Linked DNA regions of Zea mays: region 1 is linked to region 2. A link is a contact called in public Hi-C data. All regions are on one chromosome and are shown on one strand. Each heading gives the region's core, a stretch centred on a gene start, on an enhancer-like site or on the middle of the called end of the contact. The rest is flanking DNA. Distances are from core to core; before and after follow the strand shown.

Region 1 (6,976 bases), core at 1,356-3,855, 66 kb after region 2:
TGAGAATTCCCGAAAGTGAAGAGTTTGGCTTGAAGTCTCCTGGTGCACCGGACAGTCCGGTGCGCCAGACTAGGGCAGCCTTCGGTTATCCCTTTGCTCTCTTTGTTGAACCCCTTTTCTTGTTCTTTTTATTGGCTTAGTGTGAACCTTTGGCACCTGTATAACTTATAGACTAGAGCAAACTAGTTAGTCCAATTATTTGTGTTGGGCAATTCAACCACCAAAATCATTTAGGAAAATAGGTGTAAGCCTAATTCCCTTTCATGCGGCGTACGCTATGCTCATCATCACTCGCGCGTTACCGAGGAAGCAGCCGCGACATATCAATACTATATGCACTACGAACATTATGGCGCTCGAAGATCGCCCAAGCATTATAAGCATTAGTTACTTCCTTCCATTTTGCCCCTGGGCCCACATGTCGGGGCTCAGTATCCTTGTATGTGCCTCCCTTGAGCTATAAAAGGGAAGGCACACTACGTTACAACACAAGCTCGAAGCACACACACTCACTTAGACTCTCAGGGTCACAAGTTCATACAAGCCCTCAAGCTCAATACATCACACAGTGGAGTAGGGTATTACGCTCCGACGGCCTGAACCACTCTAAACCCTTGTGTGTTCTTGTGTTCTTCCCGATTCCATCTAGCAGGCAAAACGCTTAGGCCCCTCCTTATCTTAGGATTTAGGGCGGGTGCGTTCAGCCACCCGGCCGGAGAATTTTCTCTCCGACAGAAGCCTTGACTTATAATGAGGTTGAAATGAAGTTTATCTATATTATTCTGTATGTCGGTATTAAATCATTATTAATTAAATTTGTGATTTAAATAGTTTGTCAAAACAGTTCACTTGTTGAAATGTTTCTGTTGGGGGCCTCTTATGCTGAAGATCACTCCTTTACGAAGAAACGATCACTTGTCTAACATGTTGCTTTGGCATGAATAAATGTATTTCAGGAACATTTCTACTGGCGGACGAAGCTAACCTTCGACTAAAACAATATACAAAGATGCTTCGTCTGTGCGCAAGTAGCAAAGATGGCGGCCAAAGACAATAACTTCGGGCACGAGCCAGAGAGGAGGTTACCGAACAACAAAGGCTGAGACCTGCAAAGCCAAAGACAAAGAAAATATGTTATTGTCCTGATATCATTTGTAAACAGCTTATGTAGAACCTTGATGTGCATTATTGTAAATCTGTACAAATGCGATTCATCTCTTCTATAAATAGATGAACAATATCCTGTATAAAGTACATTTCTCAAGGGCCATAGCTTCATGTCGCTTAGCCTTTGAAGAACCTTCATGCCTTCCTCTGTACAGGAGCCAAAGGTATGCTTGTAAATTTATCTATTGTAATGGGAGACATAATGAAAATGTTAAGGCAAAGGAGATAAGTTCTCATACATCATTGCACTATGTTATTCCATTACATATCATTTTCATTTACATTCAGATATGAAGATCTCCGTCCTTCGCATTAACACTCTAAAAGAAGTGTCAAACTTAGAACCAAGGTCCCCATTTATACTTATGTTGCCTTGATTCTCAATGCCTTCAGGGGATTGAGATCAAGTAACCAACATTGACGTCCACTGTTTTATTGCTCTTTACATTACAAGTGTTGGATGCTTGCTTTGTGGGTGGAGAAAGTAGCAGCACTTTCACACTTCATTCAGGAATATTTCTTCTTTATAGTTTTAATTCAATTTGGTTAATCAATTTTGATGAGGATACGCTCAATCAATGGTGTGAATGTCACGGTCAATTTAGTTTTTGTTGCTCTTTTTTTGGGAGTTATGTGAATACTAGTGTGATAACTTCTTTGTTTAAAACATATGTATAGTTGCTTTTGTGATGACTGTTTACAAAGGAGATGTTGTCGAATTTTCTTTTCTTTCAGTTGTTTATCTATATAATTTAGTAGTATTCAGGAGTGTTACAACTTACAACTACTCACGACAAGGATCACGGGAATTTAAAATACATTAACATGAGGCTTAAAGGGCGCAATCTATCTTTGATTTGTTATTTGATCTACACTCTCAAGTTATTCAAATTCTTTTATTCATTTAACTTCCACAAAATAAAAAAAAGTTAGTCTCTTGTTTAACTGAATTACCACATAAACACTTAGAAGCAGTTCTTCTTTTATAAAATGTCAACTTATCTTTATCGTTAGTATTATTGTAGATATCGTTAGTATTATTGTAAAGAGTTGGAACATATTTGATTGAATATTACATTTAAATAAGATTTAACTATATACTCTCTCCGTTCATAAATATACGACACGTTAACTTTTTTAAATTGTTTTGACCACTCGTCTTATTCAAAGAATAATAAATTACCATTTATTTTTTTGTGATTTGTTTTATTAAGTAGTTTGTGCTTGACTTTAATTTTATATTTTTGAATAAATATGTTTTCGAAAAAAGGTCAATAGTATAATATATTTGTGAACGGAGTTAATATGTAAAAAGTCCGTACCATATCAAATTGTCGGTCAATATCGGCAGTCTTTGGTGTTGGATGAATCTGGGATCTCCCTACACCACAAACTCTATATATTGTCACCCCCGGGCCTTAATTTTAATTTTGTGGCACCGCCTTCCGACACCCAAGTCGAAGTCGAAGTCGAGTGCATGCGATCGACGTGCATCGTCGTTACTTATTACCTCTGATCCGATCCCTCCCGCGAAACCAAGCACGAGGTTCCCCTTGTTTCCCGTCACCAAATCGTGCCCATGCTTTCCTCGTCCGCCGAGGCCGCCGGCCCTGCGCGGCACGGCGAGATGAAGAAGAAGAAGCGCATGCGCCGCGGCCCGGTGGCCTCGCCGGGGCCCAGCGCCGTGACCGTGGCCGTGGCCTCGCAGGTACGGCTCAGTCACCTGCCAGATACGCACGTAGATCCATCTGCTATAGTCTGTACCTATGCATTGTTAATTCGTGCTCTGTTTCTCTCTGTGCTCAACAAGTGTTCGTTACATGGCCTCATGGGCGACCGCGCGCGTATCTTCCAATCAGGATGCAATTTTTTCATGCCATTATGCTATTATATGATCTGGGCAGTATATTATGCTGCGCTGGTTGCATTGAGGAGATACAAATAACTCCATATGTTAGCTGCATGTGCTGTTTGCTGCCAGTACCCTCTCGTGCATGCATTTACGTGATGGAAGTTTAGATCCGTTGTTTCTAATTCCAAATATCTGCCAGTACCATGTTTCTAACCTATCTATTTCCCTTCATCTTTTGTGGCTAGACATGTGGAAAGTGGCGTCCAGATGAATCACAGAGACCTGAAATCGATGATGCTCCCGTTTTCGCTCCGACAGAAGAGGTTTGTCTCTGTGCAAAGTTTTGCAATAAGTTATGCCTGATAAGATAGTATCCCCTCATTCTTTCCATTGATGTTTTAGGATTCGTGTAATCACAACTTTTAAAGTTTGTTCACCAGTATGTAAAAAAAAACTATCAGAAGGTTAACTAAGTTGGACACGCAAAAACTAGATAACTTGATGTTTCTTGCAAGAGCTATTATGATCTTGTTAATTTTCTAGCAGTAGTACATGAAGTAACATTATAGTTTCATTTGGATTATATATATTCTTTTTTCTAACAGGAATTTAAGGATCCAATCGGGTACATTGCTAGCATTCGGCCGCAAGCAGAAAGATATGGAATTTGCCGTATCATCCCACCATCTTCTTGGAGACCTCCATGTCCTCTGAAGGAGAAGAGTTTCTGGGAAACTGCCGAGTTCAATACTCGAGTTCAACAAGTTGACAAGCTTCAGAACAGGGAGCCCACAAAGAAAACAACACAGTCTCAAGTTCAGAGGAAAAGAAAGAGGAGAAAGAGGCTGAGGTTTGGTATGACACGCAGGCGTCCCGGTTCGAGCGTGGGCTCCGAAGAGAAGTTTGGCTTTCAATCTGGGTCTGATTTCACGCTAGCGGAGTTTCAGGAATATGCTAATGGGTTCAAGCAGGAATATTTTGGAATGAAAGGGAGTGATGAAATTTCCATTTCTAGCATTAGAAACCGCATAAAAATATGGGAGCCGTCAGTGGAGGAAATTGAGGGCGAATATTGGCGGATAGTTGTAGGCTCTACTGATGAAGTTGAGGTATGTCTGTTGAGTATAAGCATGCAGATTATGTCCTTACGTATTGTATCAAGTTATATTGCTTATATATGTCAAACTTCCTGTGCCTAGGTGGATTATGGTGCTGATTTGGACACTGCAACGTTTGGTAGTGGTTTTGCTACATTATCTTCTTTGGATGGAAATAAGCAAGATCCATATGGTGTGTCTTGTTGGAACTTGAATATTCTGCCACGGTTGCCAGGCTCTGTTACCTCATTTGAAGATGAGGATATACCTGGTGTTGTAGTTCCATGGCTTTATGTAGGAATGTGCTTCTCTTCATTTTGCTGGGTAAGGTTCTTAGCTAATCTGTTTCCACATTTCTCTCATAAAATGTAGATCCCTTACTCAAAAGAGATTCTATTGGGTTTGAATTTGAAAAAAAAAATGCGGGGGCTGTTCAGTGTTCGGTTTAGATTAGATTGATATATGGTGGTTGGAACAAACGTACATAATTAAGTTTTTTATGTCAATTTTGTTCATGTAGCGCATTCTAATCTATCCGTTCTATATTACTTCGCTGCAGCATGTTGAAGACCATTTTCTTTATTCTCTAAATTACATGCATTTTGGCGAACCGAAAGTTTGGTATGGTGTCCCTAGTGGTGAAGCAGTAAAGCTAGAAGAATCTATGAGAAAAAACTTACCCAAACTGTTTGAAGAACAGCCTGATCTACTTCATGAGCTGGTAACAACTTTTTCTTGTTATGTGGCTGGCCACTGATCTCGCTATATATGCAGTAGTTACCTATTGCCAAGTTCAGCTTTATTTTGGCCTGGCATAACATAGTTGAATGCCACTAAAGCTATTAAGCATTGAATAAAAAAAAGCATATGTATCTCATCCATTTTCATCCTGGTTTTTTCTTGGAGCAGGTTACACAGTTATCTCCATCTGTTCTGAAATCAGAAGGACTTTCTGTTTACCGTGCTGTTCAGAAGTCGGGTGAGTTTGTTCTGACACTACCGCGAGCATACCATTGTGGATTCAACTGCGGCTTCAACTGTGCGGAGGCCGTAAATGTCTCTCCTGTGGATTGGCTGCCTCATGGACAGTGTGCTGTTGAGCTCTATAGAGAGCAGCGTCGCAAGACATCGATATCACATGACAAGCTATTACTCAAGGCTGCAAAAGAAGCTGCCAGACAACTTTGGATGAATCACAGAGGTGGTAAGGTAGAATATAGATGGATGAACACCTGTGGAAAGGATGGAGTCCTGACAAGTGCAATTAAGGTAGTAATTCGATCACGAACACTGGAACTTACTATCTGTCTCTTAATGAATTACTTATAACACACTCATATTTTATATGTTGTGCTATTTATTTCACTATTTCAGACAAGAGTTAAAATGGAGGGTGCAGCATGGGAGGTGAATGCTCATTTGGAAAGTAAGAGGATGGACGAGGACTACGATTCCACTGATCGGGAGTGCTTTTCATGCTTCTATGATCTGCACTTGTCTGCTGTGAGTTGCCAGTGCAGACCTAACCGCTTTGCTTGCTTAAACCATACAAACCTTCTCTGTTCATGCGGAATGGACAGAAAAACCGTCTTCTTTCGATATAGCATGGAGGAGCTTGATACTCTTGTAGCAGCTCTGGAGGGTGATCCGGCTGCATTTTATTGGTGGGGACACAACCACTAGTGTGCTCAACTGGCTGGTTCTTTGATGCAGCATAGAAAGATTGGACTCATGTAAAAAGCACATACATTTTTTTTTCAGGATTAGGGTCAGTGATTAATTGATGCCAATCTTGTTGCTGGATTTGGTGGGCGCCATTGCATGCATGACCTTGGTAGACTAGCAGGATTCTGTCGTGATTTTAGAGAAATAAGTCACATGCTTCCAATATATTTAAATAAATTAAATATTCTAATTCCGAATAACACAATGAGATTGCTCAGATTAAAGTTATATGTGAATATAATGAAAAGGAACAAGAGCATTTCCAATGTTTGCATACAAGAAATTAAAATACTCCGGTTCAGATTAGCATTTAACGTGGTGAGTAGATGAAGAATGTAGATTAACAAGATAAACAATATACTCTTGAAATAGCGGGTTACTGATTTAGACAGGCCTCCAATACTGTATGGTGATCAATCCTTAACGAATGTGACATCCCGATAAATATAGAACGGGGCTTTAAACCATATATTATATAAAAAAGAAACTTATTGTTGTCTTGTTTTACAACCTTATCCTCGAGCATCACCTGGCCGTGTCGCACCCGTGGCCAACTGTGTCTGTGTGACACCAGCTGCCCATGATGGCCTGCCGTGCCCAACCATGCTTGAGAGGAGAGGATTGGAAATATAGATAAACATGCATGTGAAGAGAACAAGGAGATATGGATTATATTGGTAGGATTTTTATTTAGTTCTATGGATAGAAATGTTGCGTTGGATGGGACAGTTTCTTGGGACAGAGAAACTGCGGGAAAGCGGGTTCTCTCGTGGCCGACGTACTTAACATTGGTCATCTGCCGCAATATCAAGGCTGTTCGCTTTGGATTAAAGTCACTGGTTTAGACGGCTTCAGCTACAATCCATACTAACAAAACACTATAAACGTAGTAGAAGCTGGTACAGATTAAACTTAAGAACGTTAGCACGAGTGTAATCGACGTACTTAGTGTTAAGGCTGTCTCTAGCAACTTACTCATCCTATCCCACGTTCCATCTTCTATTTCAAACTTCGCTCTATAAATTATACAATTTACAATGTAAAAAATGTTTTATATGACCATATACATGATCTGATGGAGACAACCTAAGTACGTCAGTCATCAAAAACCGACGTACTCAACAAGTTTAAGTAC
Region 2 (6,671 bases), core at 3,834-6,333:
ATGCATGAGATTTGGTATAATCTCATAATTGATGTTGTGATAGGTTCAACTCATGCGATGTGAGTTGAACACACTCATGTGATTTGAGTGTAAAAACTCATATGAATTTGAGTTAAACAAACTCGTCGATTGGAGTTGATCACTCATGTGATTTAAGTTGAACAAACTCATCGATTAGAGTTTAACCAACTCATCAAGGGAGTTAAAGACTCATTGATTTGAGTTGTGCAAACTTGTACAGGGATTCTTCCAATTGAGGAAGAAACATGCAATGTGGAGAATTGAGCCACAAACTCTATAAGTGGGGAAACAAAATATTCTCATATTCCTTTGGAAAGAGGAAATAATATTTTGACAATCGCTTCGCGCGATATCATGATATGTTAATATCTAGTCCCCTTTTGGTAATGGAAGTATCAAGGATGTGTTGATATATCCTATTTTATCTTACCAAATTATAGAGATATTCATAAAATTACTATCATGTGGAAACATAAGGTGATAGTGATGGATATTGCATATGTTTCTCAGAAACATTTCTTATGGACTGTATTCTACATACATCCTCCCATACAAAGTGTTGCATATGTTATAACTTTTCATGTGATGATACTTACCAGGCTGGGTAAGCCTGAATTGGTAATTCCATTATTGGGATGAAATGAAAAGTTATGGACAATTCTGTTGGTCATGTTTTTCCCATAAGATGGATACTTGATGAGTATCATTGGGAATGAGATTTTAAGTCCCTCTTATCTTAAAATCTGATCTGAATTGGTTAAGTTCTTTGAATTGTTTCAAAGGGACGAGTGTGGTCCATTACATAGATGGTATGGACATTGAAGGCTTAATATGGTTATTTGGTGCATCTATATGATGACCTGAAGTGTGTCCTTCGGACAACACATGACCATTAAGTAATAATGTCTCAAGCTTGAGCACATTAGCCTCCACACTACTGAATTTACCAAATGTGCTTACAATGATGATTGTTTGTCTTGGTATTCGGAATGATATCCATAAAGGATATGATGAATCTATGATAGATTCAAAAAATTTCAGATCATTAATGACCATCAGTAATGAATTGTCATTTCCAATTGGTTATGGTTGGAGTCAGGAAGCTTTTGCACGCTTCTGACTTGTGATTAACTGCATGTACTGCATGTACAAGTTCCCCTATGGTTTTTAGTACGTGGGAATCCATGAAAGATTTCCCATGCGTAAATTGGGTATGTTCCCAATCTCACCACCGCAGCGTACATGTATGGGCACACAGAAAGCTGGGGATCTATGTGAGAATTCATTCTCCGTCGATCATTAAGTTTTAGAATCTCTTCATGAGAATCTATTTACGGCCCGTACGCTTGCTTGAATCATGAGCTTTTCCAGGCATTAGGGGGAGTTTTCGAGTACCAAAATGAATGCCAGGAAATTATAATGAATGCAGTAAGCATTCAGGCTCAGGATCACGTACTAAAACTGAACCTTTGGGTTCGAATGATTTGCAAGAAGTTGCAAATTAACTGCCATATGCATTTACTATGAGGTGTCACTCAAATTAATCCTACGAGGAAGTGCCAGAAAGAGTGGTTACATGGAAAACCACTTAACTCCCTATTGCAACGTTGTTGTAAATAAGAGGGGGAGAAGTATGGTCACAAATTGGGATTAAGATGCTTGCAAGCAGCTGAAGGCTAGACCTTCTGAGATAGTAAATGCAGACCATCTATTCGTTGGTAACCAACCTAGTGTTGATGGACACCTAAAGGATATTGATTATCCTGTGAATGGAAGACATTCACAACCTAGCTCAGTGCGCACTGATGAGGCTAGGTTATCGGAAGCCCTTGATTCTCGTTTTGGGATTTCACGAGGAATCATAAGGGTACATAAAAAAAGACTTTATGTCAACTGGAGAATTGTGTTATTTAAAAGCTACAAGTGTCGACACATACATCTCAGCAATTGTATATGCACTCCAAGTGATCCAAAAGACTATGGCCATAGCAGAGCACGAGTATGCTCAAATTGGATCTTGTTGAGTGATACAATGTTGCAGAGATAGCCTTGCTCACCGGAAAGAAGTGTTGAATTATTTTCACTTCAAGGTATCTTACTGTGGATACAAGTTTGTTTTCATGGACTTGGAAACAATGAGGTGGTGAGAAAGCATGGCTAGTAGCAACTGGGTTTATACGCAAACCCAAGCATTATTTTAATGCTATAAATTCTCCTCTACTGTGAGTAGTTGAATTCCGATACAATAATATGGGCAGTAAATCATCTATCTATGCAGTTGATAGATGTAGTGACAACATGTGCATATGTGGTCACTGGATTATGGTATTTATGGAGTTTTGAAGGATTCCAAATACATAATCACCAATCACAAATTTGCAATGCTTGGAAAGTCTTTGTGACTTAGAGCATCCTGGTCAAATATGGTACATTTGACCTAGTGAATCCTTCCTTCTGAAAGGATACACAAAGTATGGTATGTTCAGTGTAAATATGTGCAACATATTTTAAACATACATTACTTATCGACGGAGTTCGAGATAGAGGATATGAATTGAAAGAGATTTTCAATTCAAACTAAACTATCTTGAGTATCTTGGATACAAAAATTGTCTATATCCAACATATATTGAAGAAATTCAATATGAGAGAATCATTGTTATTTGATTCTTTCCGATCATGAGATGTGCTATTGTATCTTGCAAGAGCATCCGGCCGGATATTGCTTTGCAAAGATTTGCTAGCTAACAGCACATGAGATCGAGTTATGATCTCCAGGTATACTCATGCTCTCCTTATGTTTGGATATACTGATCTTGGATATCTATAGAAGATCCCCAGTTACAAGATCAATGACATACTTCTGGTAAGTTGGACCTACTGTTTGATAAATGTTGATCAACAGAGATTAATGATCACTTACACTAATCATTCTATAGTACACTTTGTGGGATTGTACAGAATGATATACTACATACAGAGTGTATGTGGTGGTCATGATTTTATATCAGTGACCTTATTATCTATGAAGATAATATTACTTTGTATTGTTTAGATGAAAAACAAGTTACCAACTAAGTCTCTACCTTACTCCACATTTTAAATGTGTTTGTGAGTATGTATGGGATGACTTAGTGTTTTGTAAAGATCATGGGGAGTTTCCCTTTTGATCGGAAGAACTTGTATGTACATCATGTTGTACTCTTTTCTTTGCATGAGTTTTCCCCCTGTTTGGGTTTCTCATTCAAAGTTTTTAACGAGACAACATCAACACAAGGCCTATGTCGTATCATCTATTTTTCCCATAGAGGTTTTTTGAGGATGATACATTATGACATAGCTATTGTTGTATTTGAACTAGGATATGAGTTTATCTCATAAGAGTTTAAATGATCAACAATAGATCGTGACTATTCTCCTTATTTTTCCCATTGGGTTTTTAAGGAGACTCAGCTCATATGTTGATTTCCCAGATTTTCTGACACGATTATCTTGGAGAAATATTAGCCTGAGTTATATGTCTCATCATTTATTTTCCCCACTGGGGTTTTTGAGATGATGATTATAGACATATTATTGTTCTTTGGGCTAGAGGTCCATTGGAGAACAATATCGTACCATGGTTCAATTGAACCACCGACAATTATCTATAAGGATAATTGAGCTTGTGTTGTTCAGATGAAAACAGGTTATATGAGGAGCAACATATTGCTCCTAAATTGTTTTATCCCCATGAACGTCAGGAAAATGGAGATATAAACATCTTGCAAACAAAGTCTTGTGATAATCTTGCTGATCTATTCACAAAATCTCTACCATACTCAACGTTTTCAGAAATGTGTTGAGGTGATTGGTATGAGAAGACTTAAGTGCTTGCAAGATCAGGGGGAGTAATTCTCCGTGATATTCGACCTGTTTTGTACCATCATATTATATTATTTTCTTTGTATGAGTTTTGCCTTATTAAGGTTTTCTCATCCAAAGTTTTTAATGAGGTAATATCAACTAAGCTATATGCTTCATCATTGATTTTTCCCCACAGAGGTTTTTATGAATGATGATTACAAGCATATTTTCTTTTGGAATTCAAATAAGATTATTCTCATTATCCAAAAGACATTGTGTACTCCTTATTTTTTTCCACAGGGTTTTGAGGAGATGATACATTGGAAGACGACTTGCATGTGATCAAAGGGATTTGGGTTGATCAAGGGGAGTGTTGCGAAACATTCACATGTGATCAAACCCATCCGATGGGTTACTACCCAAGAGTCGCACCCCTTGGGGAGTACCCCTGCAGTCTGTATATAATCCAATGTTCCCCTGCAATAAAGACTTATCGCTGTCATTTGTCTCTCTCAGTCTCATTACCACTGAGTATACTTTAACAGTACTGAACAAGCTAGAATTGGGTATGCATGCATGTTGTGTCGTCTTTGAGATCCATGTATATGCCACGGTATGCGTGAGAAGCTAGATGAAATATTTTGCTTTTGTAAGCCCTTATTAGGTTTATGGTTCACAGTTGCATGCAATGGGAATAGTAGTCTTGTTAATTCTTGGGAATCACTGAGTGTTGGAACTCTCAAACGCTCAAGAACAGTGGTAGGAGGAAGAAGATGAATAGCAGCAGCAAAGACGACTGCACCCCCAGCCTTCTCGCACGATGACTCGCAGTTGCAGGGCACTCCGTCCGTCGTGCATGCAGCTGACTCGCCGGCACACGGCCGCTCGCACGTACGCGCACCTAGCGGCCTTTAACCAGCTCTCGAGGCATGCCTTGCCTACTGATGCAGCTCCTCGCAGCAAACGCACGAAGGCAGATGAACTGGGCTGCGTGCACCGTGCAGCTACCTCTTCCTCTTGCTAGCCAAGAAAGAACAAAGAACAAACGGGATTTTTAGCCAGAAGGTCAAGAGTTGTATGTATGTAGTACAGAGGAGACTAGAGGAGCTATCAGTTGTCTGCATCAACTACTGCTGCCCATGTTGTACCAGCCAAACAGTCCATCAATCACTGTTGAAGTCCAGTCGTTCAGTCACACGATGTGACTGAGACTGAGCACACGCAACCATAGCCCTTTTGTGACCTGCGTGCGTCATCCAGCGCTGCGTCATGCGTGTGTCTGTCATGATGTCATCGAGCGAAGAGACGATAGATAAGAAAGTCCCTGATCTACGTTTGCAGTTCAGAATACCTTATCGACATTACGGCTCCGCACTAGATTTTAGTGCATACCATACCCAATATGTTGGATATTAATTAACAAATTAAATATAGTTTAATTATAAAAAACTAATTATATAGACTAAATGATAAGATAAACTTATTAAACCTAATTAGTACATATGATACGATATCGTTAATCATGTATTAATTAGGCTTAATAAATTTATTTCTAACGTTTAGTTTTCAGCTATTTAATTAGTTTACAATTAAACTACATTTAATACTCGTGATAGTCATTCAAATATCCGATATAACACGAACTAAACATCTTCTTATTTGCTTATGAACAGTCTTCTTACTGCTTTATGTGCATCGGACAGTCTGGGTAATGGTCGGATCCAACGGTCGACTGTTATAGACCCCAACGATCGATTGACGTGGCAGGCAACGGACAATGAATGAATGAATGATGCCCTGTCCGGTGGGCACCAGACTGTCCGGTGCGCCCGTCGACAGAAAGCTGCTGCTTTCTGTCCAACAGCTAGAAATGGGGTTGGGGCCTATATATAAATACCCCCTAATCACCTCCATTCAGCACATCCAAGCCTTCCACTCTCACACATTCAATACAAGTGCAAAGAATCAATTCCAAGACACATTCAAAACTTGCAATCTCCTCGAGTGCCACAATTAAGACAAGCGATCAATAGTGATTAGTGACTTGAGAGAGTATGATTCGTGTTTCATTTGTTGCTCTTGTTGCTTGGCTTTTTAATCATGCTTTCTTCATCTCCTTCTAAACTCTCTAAGTGACTTGTAAAGCTAGCAAGAGACACCTAAGAGTGTGGTGATCCTTGCGGGGTCTTTGTGATCCTTGAGATTAAGAAGAAGCACTCAATCTATCTAAGTGATCGATTGAGAGAGGGAAAGGGTTGAAAAAGACTCGGCCTTCGTGGCCTCCTCAACGGGGAGTAGGTTCATTGGAACCGAAACTCAGAAAACAAATCGTCGTATTCATTTGTGTTGATCATTACTCTACGATTTGATTCTCTCTCTCCCTCTCTCTAAGTTCTCTTGCTCACAATCTTTTGAGTTAGCTCCCAAAGTCATCTGCATTGATTGAGCAACTCATTGCAAGAACTCTCTTCCGCACTCCGCATTCATTATAATTTGTTTCTAATCCTAACTCCGGGTAAAGTTCATGTTTAAAGTTTATAATTTACAGGTTTAGCCTATTCAACCTCCTCTAGGCGACTTTCACAACCATTTCGAGCCCACGTCAATGTCCAGACCCAAGAGAGTTGCTTTGAAGGTTCCCGAGAGTGGGTAGAAGTGGTATGCAAGCTTGGGCGGGTGTGTGACCAACTGTAGGGCCGAGAATTCATCGCAGTTGATCGAGCGTCGCCGTAGGACCTTACTGCGTCGTGGATAGACTACTTCACGGCTCTAAATGCTAGTGAGATCCTCCCCATCTTTCTGCC

The links. A called contact is a pair of places that touch in the nucleus more often than the background predicts.
Region 1: a Hi-C map of ear shows a contact between it and region 2, with 1.5 times the contacts expected there. The contact joins the promoter of LOC100194382 here to the enhancer-like site in region 2. A contact is called at or near these places in 2 of 25 Hi-C or Micro-C datasets (ear and leaf).

Annotation. Positions count from the first base shown.
Region 1 is chr7:1,617,915-1,624,890 of Zm-B73-REFERENCE-NAM-5.0, forward strand. LOC100194382 reads left to right here and starts at 2,606. Exons shown (of 7, transcript NM_001139415.1): 1 at 2,606-2,875; 2 at 3,265-3,342; 3 at 3,625-4,128; 4 at 4,219-4,440; 5 at 4,676-4,837; 6 at 5,026-5,385; 7 at 5,491-5,931. The coding sequence starts at 2,747. The coding sequence ends at 5,799.
Region 2 is chr7:1,549,373-1,556,043 of Zm-B73-REFERENCE-NAM-5.0, forward strand. No RefSeq gene overlaps it. Among protein-coding and RNA genes, the nearest start is that of LOC100194382, 68 kb to the right of the region's middle. Within about 2 kb of position 5,084, at least 10 of the 20 cell types and tissues checked have an H3K27ac peak or open chromatin away from gene starts, as enhancers often do. A contact at or near this core is called in ear and leaf, where this site is marked.